Linked DNA regions of Gossypium hirsutum: region 1 is linked to region 2. Evidence: chromatin contacts called from public Hi-C data. All regions are on one chromosome and are shown on one strand. The core of a region is the stretch at or near the end of the contact, and the rest is flanking DNA. Distances in the headings are between cores, read along the strand shown.

Region 1 (4,826 bases), core at 1,835-4,334, 41 kb before region 2:
TCATTTATAGTTTTCCATTGATGGAAGGGTATGGCGTTAGTGGAAAATTAAAACCCACATTTTTCAATACCTATACGTATGAAAATTAACCTTCCTAAAAATAACATATTTTGGGAACTTAGACCACAAAACATACTTAATTTAGGAAATAATTGTAAAAGTAAAATATTTGAATAAAAGTCCCTAAATCCTCATTGTTAGTAATGAAGAGTAGAATGAGGTTCAACATGAAGCTTTTTCTATATAAAAAAAAAAACCATTAGACAAAATTGCCTAGAATAATTAAATCCTAGATACTGAATTTCGGAGAGATGAACAATAAACACAATACATTTTAGGTAAAAGCACCACAAATTTCATGTATTATATTCTAGATTGTATTTTAGTTTCTTTATTGAAAACATAGGTAAATTAGCTCTTGTATGTTAGATGAGTAAAACAACCCTATGTTAAAATTTTGTATTTATATATAAGGTATAATAATAAATTTGACCCTTAATATTTTCATATTTATTCAATTTGACCCCTACTATTTTATTAGAAGTAAATTAGAAATTTTTGAAACTACTAAGACTAAAGGATCAAAATTGCCTTAGTAACAATTTTTTTAAAAAAATGAATAAAGCCCTTTTAAAATTTAAAAATCATTTAAAATTCATAAAATTATAAAAAAATTATAAAAATTTTATTAAAAAAAATACAAATCCATTAAAATCTATTCGTTATAAGATTTTAAAAAATTTTACCCCTACTCTTTTATTGGGTTGGTGTTGTTATTTTTAATAAAAAATTAAAAATAAACCTTTAATGTCTAATGACACACTGTAAATAGCTGAACCAACAACAAATTATCACTCCCAATCAACAAGTTCTTATATCCCTCCTCCCAAGCAGTACAAAGACCATCATAAATTGCCTATAGTTCCACCTGCAACTCTATACTAACTCCAATAAATCGAGTATACCTCATGAGCCAACAGTTAGCCCAATCATTGAGGACACCTTTGGCTGAAGCAACACCACTTAAAATATCCACAGCCCTATCACAATTTACTTTGATACAGACTAAAACCGGTGGTATCCAACCAATCTCAGCTAAATGCCAACCCCTTCCGAGTCTGATCTCCCAAACCCACAGCTATTATACTCTTTGCCCACCCATGACAAGCTCTTCTTGACAGCATCACCAAAACAACCCAAACCATTAGCAAAAACACACTAGTTCTGTCACTTCCATAAATGCCACAAGACAACACTAAGGCTTAAGGTGAGTTTGGATGTATGGTGTGTTTACCTGCGATTAGTGTAAAAACAACGGGAGTGGTGAGATTAGATACTGTAGTGATACTGTAATGTGAGACAAAAAGTAAACTAAACGCACCGTACTGTCCATCCAAACCCACACTTAGTTTAGTGTTGTTTCTCAAAAGTGCTTTTGGGCGAAAAAATAGTTTTGAACAAAAGCTAAAATTTTATGCTTTTGATTTTGGCTAAAAAAGTGCTTTTGCAAAGCATTTTTTTTCCCAAAAAGTAATTTTGAAAAGCTCAAAAGCATCTTGTTTAGCAATACTTTTATCTCAAAAGTGCATTTTGTCCTAAAAGTGTTGTTTAGAAGCAATGCTAAATTGGCCCTAAACAACACATACCAACTAACTCTTGCCACGACAATGTCCTGGAAGTGACATAAATTTCAAATAATCCAGTCTTGCAAAGGTATCAAAAAGAAATCTTGAACCACTTGACAAGGTAAATACTCTGCCACGTCCCAACCACAATAGGACAATCACGTAAAACATAAGGTATCGAAAAGAAGTCTTGAACCACTTGACAAGGTAAATACTCTACCACGTCCCAACCACAATAGGACAATCACGTAAAACATGAATGTTAGCCTCTTCACCACCCCACACAGACAACAACTTGGGTCATCAGCCATACCACGCCTCACCCATTCAACATTTATTAGCAACATCCCCCTTACCATAAGCCATAGAAAATGTCGTAGCCTTTGCGTCCTTACAACAACCATAAAACCCTCTAAATAGGATCCCTCAAACCTCATAATTTCCGAGTAAGTTACTTATACGTCTCAACCACCATAAACTTCCTCATCGATTACTATCACCAGCAAATGATATCTGGCTTTGCACCAAGAGGAGGCCGAACCCCCAACCATGCGCAAAATAGCCTCTTAGGATAGCATGAGATCCAACCGTCCCTAATCCCATTCTTCGCTAGCACACACCATAACCTTATCGCCTGCAACCACTACATCACGATAGTGATGGACTAGAGGCCCCAAATCCTCAATCCAAGTATCAAACCACAATAGTATCGACCTACCATCACCAATAGAACAACAAATAATTTTTTGTACGTGCTGCCAAACATATGCTAACGATTTCCAAACAAAAGACGAGTATGACTTATAAAATACTCAATGTGCATCCCTCCCGGAAATTATATTTGCACCTTAAAATAAGTACCCAATATAAATCTGGACTAGTGAGCAACTTAAACCCCAAGTTCAACAGGAAGTTTTTATTTTTGAGCATAATTTTGCTAAACAGATGACTATGGGAAGGGTTTATTTCATTTGAAAGCATTTTTGCAGAAGTGGCTCCTTGAATTCTAATGTAAGATAGCATATATCATTATTCAGGACGAGTACTGAATTAAGTTGGGGGTGTGATAACTCTGAAATATATAAACATTTACAACACTTTCTGACAAGTAATTCATGCAAATTCTAAGTGTTTTGACAACAATTTGTGGTTTTACTATAAATTTGTAAAGTAGGATAAAATTAAAAACAATTTAATGATTACCTATTACATGCTAATTTTACTTTTTTTTCCAAGTTGACACAGTTTGATGCATTAGAAGAAAAGACAATCTTGAAGCTCACCTTTTGGATGTCCAATGCTGTAGCATTACCATCGCATGAGTCATAAAGAAGAGGGTTGATTCATGATTAGCTTCGGATGCCCAATTAAAGAAATATTGGGCCTTGAAAAGTCTTTTGACCTAGCTTAAGAATTGGGTCAACAAATGGACAGCCTACTAAGAAGATAGGAGTCCAAATCGTCCACTAAGGAGGAGAAGGCCCAACCGTCCATAAAGTTGCCCAAGCTAGCCACCCAAGACTTGATAGAATATCTAAAATCAACCATAAAAATTCTCCATGTGACTGTTCAACTCCCCTCCTCATTTGAAGTTTCTCTCCCATGAATCAAGCATGAAACTAGCTAAAAATAACAAAGTCATCCACCCTCTTTCCTTGAAAGAAGGGTCGGCCATAGGGAGAAAGAATTTGTAACATCCTAAAACCTGGCCCAGACGTTTCGACCGAATTTTTGAGGTCACATTAGCCACCGAAAAGGCTCAAAACAGAACACTGTTTTAAGTACAACATTCTTTTCAAAAATGCAACTTACTAAACCGAAAATGAATTTTGCCAAAATTCTTTGCACACGATAAACTTATTTTCGCTTAAAACTTTCTTAGAACCTATTTCATATTTAATGAATGAAATTTTTTACAACCAAAATAGGTTTGAAAATTTTGATAACCGAACTTAAAATCATAAATTTACATTGGAAAAATAAATTATTTATCTTGTTGAAAAATTGTGTTCAGTTACTAAAGCTTATGCATGGCATCACATGTTTAATTCAAAAACCATAAACTCAAAACTTAATGAAAGTCCGAAATTCAAAACTCATACAACAATCCTATGAAATTTAATTACAGTTCCAATGAAAACATATTATCAAACTTTATAAAAATTTAATCTAAAACTCCAATCAAAACTAGAAATTCATAGACCCTCATTTTGCTGATTCCGACATCTAACCTCACGAGTTACATGAGAAGGAAACTAAAAGGGGGTGAGCTAAACAAGCTCATTCTGATTTCGAAACAAATACAGAAGGCAAATGATGAAGTAGTAAATCGAAAATTATAGATATAAATATACAGACAACATACAGAAATCTTGAACTGGTAATCAGATATATGAAAAGTTTTCACTAACAATCAAAACACAATTACATTATTACAAATTCACATGATACTAATTCACAACAATCATACAATCAAACATAAACTCAGAAGCGAACAAACATAAATCCTAGTTAGTGAATTTCGGAGAGATGAACAATAAACACAATACCTTATAGGTAAAAGCACCACAAATTTCATGTATTATATTCTAGATTGTATATTAGTTTTTTTATTCAAAACATAGGTAAATTAGCTCTTTTACGTTAGATGAGTAAGCAAAACAATCCTATGTTAAAATTTGGTATTTATATATAAGGTATAATAACAAATTTGGCCCTTAATATTTTTATATTTATTCAATTTGACCCTTACTATTTTATTAGAAGTAAATTAGAAATTTTTGAAACTACTAAGACTAAAGGATCAAAATTGCCTTAGTAACAATTTTAAAAAAAATGAATAAAGCCCTTTTAAAATTTAAAAATCATTTAAAATTCATAAAATTATAAAAAAATTATAAATATTTTATTAAAAAAATACAAACCCATTAAAATCTAATCGTTATAAGATTTTAAAAAATTTGACCCTTACTCTTTTATTGGGTTGGTGTTGTTATTTTTAATAAAAAATTAAAAATAAACCTTTAATATCTAATGACACATTGTAAATAGCTGAACCAACAACAAATTATCACTCTCAATCAACAAGTTCTTATATCCCTCCTCCCAGGCAGTACGAAGACCATCAATAAATTGCCTATAGTTCCACCTGCAACTCTGTACTAACTCCAATAAATCGAGTATACCTCATGAGCCAACAGT
Region 2 (4,778 bases), core at 2,120-4,619:
GCATCGAGGGTGCTAACCCTTCCTCGTGCATAACCGACTCTCGAACCCGACTTCTTAAATCATCGTAGACCAAAATCATTGTTTTGATAAATCGAAATATTTTATTAAAACGACTATTACGAGGTGATCCGATCACACCTAAACAAACGATTGGTGGCGACTCCATTTTTGTTTTTCAAATTTAAGTCGACCCCCTTTCAAAAAAAAAAAGGTTTCAACATTTGTGTTTCATTATTTGGTGCATTCATTAGTTAATTTGGCTAGTTTGATTTAATTTTAATCAATCCTTTTAAATTATTAGATTAAATAATAGAAAGTTACTAATTACTAATAATTGTAATCCTCAATGGAACAATACTTGTACTCAACATAGTTATACTATTAAGATATGTACACTTATCTTAATCAATTTATTAGTTAGTTTAATGGACATTAGTATCCTAATGAGCAGATGGTCTTGTCATGATAGCAAGTGGACATGGCCACAGAGCAGGTGGTCCAAGTTTTTAACTGAAAATATGAGGGGGTTAGGTGGAGAGAATGGGTGGCTAGGTCTGGGAAGATGTCTAAGCGGAGAGAGGCCAATCCCGATAGCTCACTATGTTGATATGTGTCGAAGCTTTAGGGAGTATAATAATTTTATAATTGAAGGAATAAAAATATTAATTTTTATGAGAATGGAGCATATTTTATGATCAATTATTTATCTTTTCGAAGAATACTTATAATTAAAATGTTGCTACTGATGATAAATACCTTAATTTTGAAGAAAGAAAAACCAAATTGCCATTTTTAGAGGCGAAATTCCCTGCTTACGTGCCTCTCGAGCCAATCGTGCAAGGAAAATAATAATAATAAAAAATTGATTGAAAATTTAATGAAATGACATTCATGGTACCTTTAATCTTTTAAGAAATGTTTTATAATTCTATATCTTAAACCATACAAATATATGTTACATCAATACCCATAACATGATACTATGATTAACCCGAATCGACATTAAACTAGAAAATATCAACAATCTTCAACTTGGTATATGGTCAAATATACAAAACAAAATGCATAAGATAAAGGATTTCTTTTTTTATTCTTGTTTTTATCTTCATAGATAAGACAAGGGTTACACAATAAAATATTTCCATTTGTTTTTGTTTGTGTTTATTTGACCATATTGTAAGTACAATATTAGATTTACTATCAAGGTAGGTGCCTCAAAAATTAATATGGTAAAATTTTCTAATTTTGACAAAATTAAAATTTAATTTTGTTGCAAATAATTGATCGATTGAATCTTAATTTAGTTAGCATCGTTATTATTTAATTTTGTTGCAAATAATTGATCGATTGAATCTTAATTTAGTTAGCATCGTTATTATTATAATAAGTAAAAGAACATGAATTTAAATGTATTTTACTTCTATTTAAAAGTTGAAAATAAATTACAAATGGAAATCGATTTTAAAGCTTATTAAATTTCAATGGATTTTCATTTATTACATTTCAAAAATAACAGCAATAGGTTAGCCCAAAGAAATCCAAACAATTATACAAAGTTTTGAAATCCTCTTCAATTCCATACCTCTTTCCCCCTCTCTCTCTTTTTTTTTTCAACTTTTTATTGCTTAAACACAAACCCACCCGACTGAGTCGGGTACCGGAATCCATACGGGTCAATTGAGTTAGAAAAGTTCTGGGTCATCAACCCACTAGAGTTCTGTTGAAAAAACCCTGAGTTATTAATTCGCTGAGTTCTGAGTCCACTCTGTACTTCCTCTTCCACCGAATTACCAGCTTTACTCATTGACATATCCATCTGGGTTAGCGTAGGCGGCATCGTGGGTATACACAGGTCATTATTTACATAACTCTGAATCCCCTGAGTCTGAGTTTGTCCACTGGGAACCAACTCAGGCACCGAGTTAAGCCCTGCAAGACTCGCCCAATCTAAATTCCCGCTGCCCAGATTGTGAAACCCCGTTTTGTCATCGTTTTGAAGCGTCTTCAACGAGTTCATCCGAGGTAAAGCAAAGTAACGATTGTCTAACTCGGGGAATGGCTCAAGCATATCGTCGAGTTGGGAAGAAGAAGAAGAAGTAGAGCCATTGTTACTATGCTCTTTGCTTGAAACACATGGTAATGATTTTTGAGCACTTGAATTCTTCTTGTAAATTCTACATAATACCCAATCATCCAACTACAACAAATAAATTAAATTAAATTAAATTAAAAAATATTCTACACATGACAATATCTTCTAAATTATTATTTATTAAAAATTTTAGGAAAACCCAAATTTATATATATAAATATTTAATATATTAAAAAATAGTTTTTTTAAAAAAGGATGACATATGAAAAATTATGAAATTAAAAAATTCATTAAAAACATTAAAATTCAAAAAATTCATTCGATTCGATTTACTATGTTGATACACTTGATCAATAGTTGTGAAAAAAGATGGAGTTGAGTGGTTTCATTTTCCAAGAGCATATAATCAGAAACAGAGAGAAAGAAAAGAACCTCTCGTCCCGTGTATTAGAATTTTATTAGGTAGGTTGAGTAATCGGGTTGAATTCTGGATCGAATCCTGGGTCGAGTTGTAATTATTATATAATAATAATTATATATATATATATGGTCGAATGATGTTGGAGGTATACGAGCTAAAAGGTTTAGAAATAATGAAGTAAATTTACCTTGGAGCTACCACTTTTACGGGAAGTTTCCAACAATCTATATTCATGCATAATCCAATTCGTTTTAGTCCCTTTAGGTGCTTTTCCAACGTAAAAAACCAGAGCTTTCTTGATACCAACTTTTCGGCCATCGGTCGTGATAACTTTATCGGTTCCGGTAGCTTTCCAATACCCGGAACCGGCGACTCTATTGGGTCGTGACCCGTTCGGATACTTTCGATCTCTCGGACTAAAAAAATACCATTCTTTTTCACCAAATATAGCTTTACCTATGAAAAATAATAATATACATTGATTAGCCAAAGAAATAACATTTCATAATAAGCCAAACAGGAAAGAAAAGGTAAACCATTTGGTTGAACTTACTTGGTAAAACCCATGGATCAAATTTGTATAAATCAATTTCCGCAATGATTTGTAGAGAAAAATGATGCCCTGCAACCTTCCTGCATAAATATTGTACTAAAAGCTCTTCATCCGTCGGATAAAACCGAAACCCCGGTGGTAAGCTCAATTGAGCCAATGGATCAGTTTCCGGGACTACCATGTTTCAAAATTTTCTCGACAACCAAACAGAAAATTAAAGAGTAGTTTGTTTTAGCTAGAGAGAGAAATAGAATAAGAAAAATTAAAAAAATGTTTTTTTTTTCTTTCTATTTTCTATTAGAGTTTGGGGGATTGGAAAGGTATTTAAATAGAAGAGAAAATGGATAGTTATTAAAAAGTGAGTGTGAGAAAGTACGGACGTCCTTGTCTCGTTGTTTTTTTTTCCCTAAATGCGACCCACTTTTATTTTTATCACCCCTGAAAGAATGCCACGTGCATATCATCAAGCGGCCGACCTTATCCGTCCAAGAGGGTGCATGAACCATCACGAAAATTTACAAATGTGAGTCATCGGTTCTTAAGACACGTGTCCTTCTCCCATTTTATTTTGCTACACCCTCTAAATGCCCTGCAGCTAAAATTCATGAATTTTTTTACCTTTTTAATGTTATATTTCTATATTATTATTTTAACTTTTTTATTGAATTTGTGACTTTTTAATCGGATCACTAACTCAATTGCAAAAATTTCGAAATATGTTTTCTTTTAAATTATAAATAATTTTATTATATGATATTTTTGTGTTTCATAATTTTATATTATTTTTAAATAAAAAATTAAAATCTAAAATCTAAAAATCGAATACGTGTTCAGTTACATTAAAATATAAGTTTATTATCACTCCATTTATATTCATTATTAAAAAAAAATTAAAGGAAAATTTTTTCACCCCCTAGGTGAAACAAAATCTAGTTTATATAATACTTATTTATTTTTATATGTTAAAATGTATTTAAAATACTCTTCTATACTTATATAAAGAGTTTTGTTGAGTTGATGTAACGAGTTAACTCAATACCGATTCAATTAGAAAATTACTTAAAAACTCTCTTTTAATAAAAGATTAAATATTAATATAATAATATTTTCATATTTTTAAAATTTTTATATAAAATATTTAAATAAAAATTAAAATATAATATTTGAAAATCAAACCCAAACCTAAGATATATTTAAATATAATCACTTTATTATTTCACTTATAACTCAATTATTAATATTTTTTTTCTTTCAGTTAGATTATGAATTTGATAAAATCTAATGTATATATTTAAAAAGTAATAATTTGATCGATTTGAACTTAAGCCATGCAAATAATTCATCATTACATTATTAACCACCTTGACATAATATATAATTAATATATTATTTATTAAGCTTCTGACTTAATCTATGTTATTCTCAATCGAGTTATCAATTTAGTTAGAAAATTATGAAAATAATCTTTCGTAATTAAAAAAAATTATATTATTTGAAGATTTTTTAGTCTTTTTATTTTAACAAAAATTAATTAAGATATACATATGGTGAGATTTGAACTTGCACTAATTAAATTAAGAAAACTTTAAATTCACCACTCAACCAAAGCTTAATTTTAATGTATTTTTAAACATATTTGTTTCGATATACATAAATTATTATCTCCATCAGTTGTATATATTAATAATGTTGTTCACTGAGTTGGTGTTACA

The links. A called contact is a pair of places that touch in the nucleus more often than the background predicts.
Region 1: a contact with region 2 is called in a Hi-C map of leaf, with 2.1 times the contacts expected there. The contact joins the enhancer-like site here to the promoter of LOC107903547 in region 2. A contact is called at or near these places in 9 of 34 Hi-C or Micro-C datasets (anther, callus, fibers and 2 more).

The regions. Positions count from the first base shown.
Region 1 is chrD05:61,267,454-61,272,279 of Gossypium_hirsutum_v2.1, reverse strand. No RefSeq gene overlaps it. Among protein-coding and RNA genes, the nearest start is that of TRNAR-ACG, 29 kb to the left of the region's middle. Within about 2 kb of position 3,084, at least 4 of the 9 cell types and tissues checked have an H3K27ac peak or open chromatin away from gene starts, as enhancers often do. A contact at or near this core is called in leaf, where this site is marked.
Region 2 is chrD05:61,226,761-61,231,538 of Gossypium_hirsutum_v2.1, reverse strand. LOC107903547 (NAC domain-containing protein JA2L) reads right to left here and starts at 3,369. Exons shown (of 3, transcript XM_016829629.2): 1 at 3,067-3,369; 2 at 2,701-2,969; 3 at 1,456-2,197. The coding sequence starts at 3,247. The coding sequence ends at 1,619.